Regions from separate parts of the Mus musculus genome. Here all the other regions are linked to region 1. A link is a contact called in public HiChIP or PLAC-seq data. All regions are on one chromosome and are shown on one strand. Each heading gives the region's core, a stretch centred on a gene start, on an enhancer-like site or on the middle of the called end of the contact. The rest is flanking DNA. Distances are from core to core; before and after follow the strand shown.

Region 1 (2,728 bases), core at 60-2,559:
GAGAGGGCTGACTCAGACAAACTGAACACATCCATACATATACACACACAACATGCATACTGAAATGGAAATGAACAAGAAAAATACAAAATAGGAAGTAGGGGGAGAAAAAAAAAGCCTAAAAATACGGGTTCTGTGAGCCATGAAGACTGTAGCACATTCCTGCAGTTTTGTACTTGGGTGAACACCGCATTACATAGGGCACACTCTTCCAGGTCTAGGATCCTATGTAGACTTCACTACCGCATCGCCTCCGGGCTATTACACATCTGTAAATTATGGCTTGCCAAAAAAGCACTGTCAAACCTTGTTTGTAAGCATGCAAATACTGTTCTATGGAGGCTCAAATGAGACTTTAGCAAGAAATATTCAAATTCCTTTCAATATGCAAGAATTCCTTTCTTTCACCATCCTAATATGCCCATCACTCATATGTTCTGTTGTCGGTAACATGTACAGTGTGTGTGCAGGCTTGCTCCCTTGACAGACGCATGGAGAAGACCAGGGGTTAACAGCCAATGTTTTTCCTCTATCACTATTTGCTGCTCGTTTATTTTCTAGCAAAACAGCTGCTCTTCCAAGACTGGCTGGCCAGTGACCCCCAAGAACCAAATATCTCCTTCACCCTCACACCCCTTGAGCTGTGGCACCAAGTGCTCATTTAGGAGCTAGGCTGCACCCTCATGCTAGAGCGGCACAGCATTTAGCAATCTTTCCAGTCCCCTAACTAAATGTGACAGGGTCTCAGTAAGTAACCTTACCTGGCCTTAAACTCAAGATCGGCCTCCCGAGCGCGTTCGCCGTCACGCCCGGCCTCCCACCCAAAAGTTCGGCTCTTTGCCTTGAAGAGTACGTTCAAGAGTGACCCGTGCCACCAGGGTGGCAGTCCTTCCCAGGCGCCCTCACCTGTGTGCAGCGACAGCCAGCCCTTTCGGTGTGCGATGTAGTGCGGGGCGTGCGCCTCCTCGTAGCTCACCGGCTTGTTCCCCTTGGCCACGCGGACTCGCGCCGCCCGATTCTAGGAGCGAAGGTGCGGTCACGGGGAGACCCAGCCCAGCCGCCCTCGCGGCCCCCAGACCCGGCCGCCGCACTCACCTTGGCGCAGACCGCGGAGGTGTGCAGGGTGCGCCAGGCGCCAGGCAGCTCCCGGCTGCAGGCCAGCACCTGCGGAGAGGCGGGGAGTGAGCGGACACCGGATGGCGCCCCAGCCCTCCCGCCCGCGGCCCACTCACCCGCTGCCCTAGCCCGCGCACCGACGCGGACCACGCCATCTTGGGCCGGCGCGACCCGGGACGCGTCAGTGCGCAGCCGCAGGAAGGCGGGGCCTCAGAGCAGGAACTAACGGGAACACGGGCGGGGGCGGGGCGTGGCGAGGGAGAGGGCGTGGCGTGGGTCGGAGTGTGGGACGTCCTGCAATTTTCCTGATACTGTCAGCTAGTCCTTGGTCGGACCTGGTGTTGGGTTTTAAATGCGAAAATTTGGTGATATAAAACTGAGGTGTGGGGCTGGTGAGATGGCTCAGTGGGTTAGAGCACCCGACTGCTCTTCCGAAGGTCCAGAGTTCAAATCCCAGCAACCACATGGTGGCTCACAACCATCCCTAACGAGATCTGACTCCCTCTTCTGGAGTGTCTGAAGACAGCTACAATGTACTTACATATAATAAATAAATAAATCTTTAAAAAAAAAAAAAAAAAAAAAAAAAAAAAACAAAACTGAGGTGTAGCTGGACATGGTGGCGCACGCCTTTAATCCCCGCACTCGGGTGGCCGAGGCAGGTGGGTCTCTGAATTCCAGCCTAGTCCGGTCTACAAAGCGAGTTCCTGGAGAGTCTGAGTTACAGAGAGAAACCCGTTCTGGCAAAACAGAACAAACAAACAAAAGCCATGAAGTTTTTATCCTCATAGAGAGGTGGTAGAAACAGCTTCAATGTCCTCTAGAGAATTGAAGAGAAAACGCGCCGGCCCTCAGGCCCCGCTGTTCCGTGCTTGTGCTCCTACCTGAGACCGCGTACTCTCCAGGAATATCCAATATGACAGCGTCAGCCTCCTTTGGGCTGGGAATAGTCATTTGCCTTCATGCTGAGCAGATCCCAGAAAAGGGGTTGCTGGGTTGGCTCCTAATCATTTAAAGTAAAGAGGCAGTGTGTTGAGGGTCTATTTCTGCGGTGGAGCCACCCAAGGAAGAAAATTTTAAATGGCAAGGAAATTTATGAGGCTAGAGCAATGTCGTTGTAATTATTATTGAGTAATTATTAATGGCAAGGGGGGAATAGAATCGTGAAGAACTCACTCTACTAAAGAAAGCACATGGACTCTAGAGTCTGACTCTCATTATAACAAAATATTGAATGAAGGGATTTTTTGTTTTGCTTTGGTTTTTTGTTTTGGGGGACTGTTTTGTTTTGTTTGTTTTTGTTTTTGAGACAAGGGCTCTCTGTGTAACAAATTCTGGACTCAATTTATAGACCAGGCTGGCCTCAAAGTCACAAAGATCCACCTTTTCTGCCTCTGAAGTGCTGGGATGAGGGGTGTGCCACCACACCTGGCTGGGAACTCCTTCAAAGCATCCATGGGAGTGGACACTTACACTCTAATGTCAGTGCTTGGAAGGCAGAGGCAGATGGATCTTTTATCAGTTCAAGGTCTACATATGGAGCTCCAGGCTCCAAGGCTACAGAGTAAATAAACCCTGTCTCAAAATAAAAGACCATGACCAGGAACTAACT
Region 2 (2,728 bases), core at 147-2,646, 640 kb before region 1:
GCTGGAAACCTGAGGGGTAGCTCGAAGCTCCCGCTCGATCTCCTGCTCGAACTGTACCAGCCTCGGGGCAAGCAGGCCAAGGCGCGCCCCACGCCGGGCGACCTCCAGCAGGCAGAGCACCACACTCTTCTCGTTCTTGCGTAGCACCAGGTCCTCTGTCTCAAACATGAGCACTTCAGGCACGCCCAGCTCAGCCCGGCACCAGCCGATGAAAGAGGCCACGTTGTCTCGGGCCATGAAGGAGCCAGGCGCCACACTGTGTGCCTGGAAGGCCACACCTCGGGTTGGACGGGCAGCAGCCAGAGCCCGGGCAGCCTCGGTGACAGCGTTGGCATGTTGGCACAGGGTTGTGCCTGTGGCCAGCCCCGTGAGGAAGCCATCGCCACTGCCGGGGAGACCTAGACTGTACAAAGCATTGAGCCAATCGGCCAGGTCTTCCTTCATGGCTTCCACATAGGCCTCACTGGATCGGAAGGGTCGCACACTCTTGGCGGCAGAGCCTGCGATGCCCGCCACTGGGTTCGCCATGCCCAGAGCCAGTGGAGTCACTGTGGGGACATAGGTCAGGATTGCTGTGAAGACTCGAAAGGGTTCAGAATGGTCCACCTCTACCAGCCCGCCACTCAGGGGAGACGCTAAGTTTAAGAGCAAGCTGTGAACAAGCAAACGTAGCACCACATTGTTCTCACGGTGCCATGACCTGCTTTAAGGGACTCAGTAACATTTACACCATTGTAGTGTTTATGTTTGCTGTCTGGCTGGTCGGGAGAGGGTGGCTGGGGACAAGTTGGCACCCACGAGGAAGAAATGCCATTTAAAAACATGAAGACATGTGGGTAGGGAGGGACAGGAGAGGAGCCTCGCCCAGAACCACGGAGAGACTGTTTCCATTGCTCAGCCCATAACCTGCACGAAGTCCCGCCTTTCCCTTCTCCTCTCCGCTAAGGGCCGCGCCACAGGCTGAGCGGCGACCGCGTCTCCATTCTACAGATGAGGAAACTGAGGCGCAGTAAGGGCAGGCATTCGCCGAAGGTCGCAGAGCAGTGGGTGGAGGAATCGGGTCACCCAGGCAGGCCGGATTCCTGCTGCGAAAAGCCGCCCGAGCTGGTGCCTGAAAGGCCGGGACTCCGAACGGCCCCCGCGAGCCTCCGCAGTGCTCGAGGCCTGGTCCAGAGAGGGTGAGTGCCCAGTCAGGGTCACACAGCCCTGGGAAGCAGAGAGCCCGCACCGCCCGGCCCACCTCCAGGCACTCTGGCTAGGGCTCCTGGGGGTCCCCGCGCTCACCTGGCTCACCCCGCCGCCCCGGGGAGCATCGCCCCGGCGGGGCCGGAGCCGGGCCGCGCCGCCGCACACAGGCGTCGCCCGAGATCGCTGCTTCCAGGCGTCCGCTCTGCCCCGCCCCCCTGGAATTTGGATCCGGCCAGGAAGGGGCGGAGCTGCGCTCTTAAAGGGGCCGTGCCTTTCTCGGGCCTTAGGCCCTAAGGCATCACCCCCACCTCACCCCCCCTTTAACTCCGGGTCTGGGTCTTCCTAGGCGGGGTTCAGATCCTTTCAGCTGTCCTTCCCCCGTGACAGTGGCCTCCCCGGAAGCGATAGGGGCCGGGGACTGCAGAGTCACCTCCGTCCCGGGTGGACCTCTGCAAGTCAGATAACTGGGTGCTCTTCCTGCAGGACGGCCCAGGGATAGCTTAAGGTACAAGGACGATGAGGCTCAGGGATCGGAAGGTGGCTGCGGGTTAGGTTAAAAGAGGGGGTGTGGCAGGGGCAACTACACGCCTTAGGAGGAACCTGGAAGATCTAGGGAATCCTGCCCCCTACTGTCGCCCGAGAGAGGAGTGAGATGCTGGAGAGAGACTGGAAATCTTGTGGGGGTGTGTGGACTTAATTTTAACTCAGATCAAGGAAGGAGGCGACGGAGGAAGCTGAGAGTCATCTAGAGGGAAAGTTTTTCACACTGAGGAAGCCTATCTCAAAAAAAGGAAAGGAAGGAAGAAGGAAAGAAAAATGGGTAGGTTTGCAAGGCTGAAGTGGTGAAACATTAGGGCCTTGTGGACCATGCTTTTCAAAGGTCATGGAAGAGAGGTTTATTTGTTTGTTTTTTTTTAAAGATTTATTTATTATATGTAAGTTCACTGTAGCTGTCCTCAGATACTCCAGAAGAGGGCATCAGATTTTGTTACGGATGGTTGTGAGCCACCATGTGGTTGCTGGGATTTGAACTCCGGATCTTCGGAAGAGCAGTTGGTGCTCTTAACCACTGAGCCATCTCCCCAGCCCCCGGTTTATTTGTTAATTATTATTAAATTATTATTGTTGGAGTTTGTTGTGGTTTTGAGGCAGGATCTCACTATGTAGACCAGGCTGGCCTGGAACTCCCTATATAGACCAGGCTGGCCTCAAAAGTCATAGAGATCTGCCTGTCTCTGCCGCCTGAGTGCTGGGATTAAAGGAATGTTCCACCATGTCATTACTTTTACAGAGTTCTGCTATGTAGCCTGAGCTGGCTTTGAACTCATGGTGTGCTCTCTCTGTTGGGATCCCAGGCCTCTCTCTAAGGAGGAATTTAGGAGAGGCTGACGTAGCAGCCATAAGGGCTCCTGTAACTGCTGTTGTTGCAGCGTCAGGGTCAGGGTCAGGGAAGCCTCTGAGGGAGGCAAGTGGTTTAGGTTGAATGGGGAGAGGGGATGCTGGATCTTGACTGCCTGTTGAAAACTGATGATGTATGTTA
Region 3 (2,728 bases), core at 122-2,621, 530 kb before region 1:
ACACAGAGCACTCATGGCTTCCCATGGCCTTCCAGGGCTGAATCACATGGGAGTCAGGGCCAGCGCCCATGGGGAGCCCTCCAGCCACCTGTCACTGTGTTCAGAAACCCATACTTTCTGGGTTTTTGTGGTTTCTTGTTGTGGTTTGTGTGTCTGTCTGTCTGTCTGTCTGTCTGTCTGTATATCTGTCTGTCTTTCTGTCTCTGTCTCTGTGTGTCTGTGTGTGTCTTGTGTGTCTATGTTTCTGTATGTGTCTGTCTTTCTGACTTACTCTCTATGTGTCTGTCGTGTGTCTGTGTATATTGTGTATCTGTGTGTCTGTCTGTGTGTATCTGTCTATCTCTTTCTGTCTCTGTATGTCTGTGTGTCTGTCTCTGCCTGTCTGTCTGTCTGTCTGTGTAGGCCAGTGGTTGAAGTCAAGTGTCTCCCTTACCCACTCTGCACCTTAGTTTTTGAGCAGGGTCTCTCACTGAACTCAGAGGTACTGATTTGGCTAAGCTGGCTGGCCAGTGTTGTCCCAGCACTTAGACTGCAGGTACACGCCACCACACCTGGCTTTTTAACCTGGATGCTGGAGATCTGAACTCGGGTCCTCATGCTGTGTGGACCTAGGCACACACCCACTGAGTCGATTCTGTAGACTTGTATGCTGTTTTGTTGAGAAACAGAGCAGAATTCACCTCACAGGTCCCCGAGACCAGAAGGGCATAACTCAGTCCTGCCTCAAGTGAGGGGGTAGCTGTGACAGGCCGTCATGAGAACATGCTTTCAGTCTGAGGAGAAGGCAGCTCCACCTGGCACTCTGATGTCACCAGCTTCTTTTGTTCAAACAGCTGGGCTGTTTTGTCGGCCATACTTTCTGGGCAGTGCCTAAGACCAGCTGAGGTACGTTACTGCAGAGTTTTCAATGGCCGGGGCTTAAAATCTGGCTGCTGAGTCAAACTGGTGACAAAGACAGCAATTCCACTAGGAAATTCCACTGAGGCTGGAGGCCCGTGAGTTTACACTGGAATAGGCCTGGGACTCTTCGATGGTAGAGCACCCCAAGGCCCCAGGCTCAGGCTGAGCGCTGCAGAGTCTCTGAGTCTCTGAGTGTGCAGACTTCTAAGCACAGCATACTGGAGGCTGAGATAGAAGGTGGAGAGTTTGAGGCTACCTCACAAACAAACAAACAAACAAACAAACACGTGCTAGGGTAGAGCTCTTGCCTTGGCCCTGGCATGATCTCTAGTGTGGTTTAAAAAAAAAAAAACAACCCTAAAGAAGAGATTCTGGCTGCCAGCAGAGGCAGGAAGCAGGATGTGCGCATCACAGCCGCTTACCACAGCCTGAGGCAGGAAGGAAAGACTGACATAAAAACCCTTTGATCGTGGTCTCTTGATCTCTGAAAGGTTCATCTCATCACGGCTGAGAAAGGATGGGCGTCTATAACTTCTGTGTCGCCTAAGACTCACTGGATCCTCTAGAATATTCCCAACCGAGCCAATGGCCAACGCCCTGGGTAGGCTTCTGGTGAACTGAGCTAGGTGCCAGGTCAGGCGGGAGTCCTCCGCGCTCAGTGGCCTACAGCTGGTACAAGGAGACAGGTAACTTCCAGAAGGCCAGCCTGGCCAGGGTACATGGCCTCAGGCTCCACAAAGCAGAGGCCATTGTCTGTCCCAGTATTCCTTGCCATCAACACTATCATATATCCTATCATATCAGTCATATGATGTTCAGTAAATATTTATAGGTAAAATGAACCATGTAGGAGCTGGGAGATGGTTAAGAGCACTGGCTGCTCTTCCAGAGGACCCAGGTTCAGTTCCCAGCACTTACAGGGCAGCTCACAACTGCCTATAACTCCAGTTCCAGGGGATCTGACACCCTCAAACAGATATACATACAGGCAAAACACCAGTGCACAAAGAAGTAAATAAATAAATCATTAAAAAGGTCTTGGAGGGAGAAGTCTGAAAGGGTATGCTGGTACCGGGGACTATATGCACGTATGGTGGGTATACACATGTTTGGTGTGCACACAAATATCTATGTAGTATGTGCTAGACATAGATGGGCAAAGTGTTTAGCCTCAGCAGCAGAGTCTCTGGACTCAGGACTGACTATAATTTGTGGGCACCACAGTGCAAAATGAAAATATAGAGTCTCTTCTTGGAAAAATAATGAAGACTCTCAGGAGGCCAACAGCCAGAGCCAAATCAGGAGCACAGGACCCTGCAAACGCCATATACCTGGGACGGCCAGCCCTATGAGCTGCAGCCCCAAGTCCTCGCTCCCTAAGAGCTCCCGGTCCATAGGTTTGCATCCCCCCCTGCCCCCACTTCCCAGTTCCCTCTTTTTTTTTTTTTTTTTCTTTTTTATCTAGACAGGGTTTCTCTGTATAGCCCTGGCTGTCCTGGAACTCAGAAATCCGGCTGCCTCTGCCTCCGAGTGCTGGGATTAAAGGCGTGCGCCACCACGCCCCGGCCAGTCCCCTTTTTTTCTTGTAAAGCTAGGTTCCTGCCTGGCTGGTCTCAGGGTTAGCGAGCATCCCTCTGTCCCTTGCTGGGGCACTCACTGTCTGCTACTTTGTGTTGTGGTTGGAACAATGAGAATTTCTTCCCTGGGGAGATGTAAATCCCTTCCTCCCTCCCTCCCTCCTTTCCTTTCCTCCCTCCCTCCCTCTTCTAAGAACGCAATATCAAACTAGAGTTTGGTTTCATCAAGGCTCACACATGACCAGAGCATG

What was found. HiChIP or PLAC-seq counts read pairs in DNA pulled down with a chosen protein or histone mark.
Region 2: an H3K27ac HiChIP or PLAC-seq map of extraembryonic endoderm stem cells shows a contact between it and region 1, with 4 times the contacts expected there. The contact joins the promoter of Gas2l1 here to the promoter of Mrps24 in region 1. A contact is called at or near these places in 2 of 39 promoter capture datasets (the 3T3-L1 cell line and pre-B cells), 5 of 115 datasets of contacts at active chromatin or transcription factors (astrocytes, embryonic forebrain, embryonic stem cells and 2 more) and 1 of 9 other capture datasets (adipose tissue).
Region 3: an H3K4me3 HiChIP or PLAC-seq map of bone marrow-derived macrophages shows a contact between it and region 1, with 16 times the contacts expected there. The contact joins the enhancer-like site here to the promoter of Mrps24 in region 1. A contact is called at or near these places in 4 of 39 promoter capture datasets (embryonic stem cells, hippocampal neurons and liver), 2 of 484 Hi-C or Micro-C datasets (embryonic fibroblasts and embryonic stem cells), 11 of 115 datasets of contacts at active chromatin or transcription factors (bone marrow-derived macrophages, double positive thymocytes, embryonic stem cells and 5 more) and 2 of 9 other capture datasets (adipose tissue and embryonic stem cells).

What each region holds. Positions count from the first base shown.
Region 1 is chr11:5,706,392-5,709,119 of GRCm38.p6, forward strand. Mrps24 (mitochondrial ribosomal protein S24) reads right to left here and starts at 1,310. Exons shown (of 4, transcript NM_026080.3): 1 at 1,233-1,310; 2 at 1,096-1,164; 3 at 907-1,018. The coding sequence starts at 1,271.
Region 2 is chr11:5,063,931-5,066,658 of GRCm38.p6, forward strand. It overlaps Gas2l1 (growth arrest-specific 2 like 1), which reads right to left and starts at 1,397. Exons shown (of 7, transcript NM_144560.3): 1 at 1,285-1,397; 2 at 907-1,164; 3 at 1-548. The coding sequence starts at 528.
Region 3 is chr11:5,175,995-5,178,722 of GRCm38.p6, forward strand. No RefSeq gene overlaps it. Among named protein-coding and RNA genes, the nearest start is that of Emid1, 25 kb to the left of the region's middle. Within about 2 kb of position 1,372, at least 89 of the 459 cell types and tissues checked have an H3K27ac peak or open chromatin away from gene starts, as enhancers often do. A contact at or near this core is called in bone marrow-derived macrophages, double positive thymocytes, memory CD8 T cells and 2 more, where this site is marked.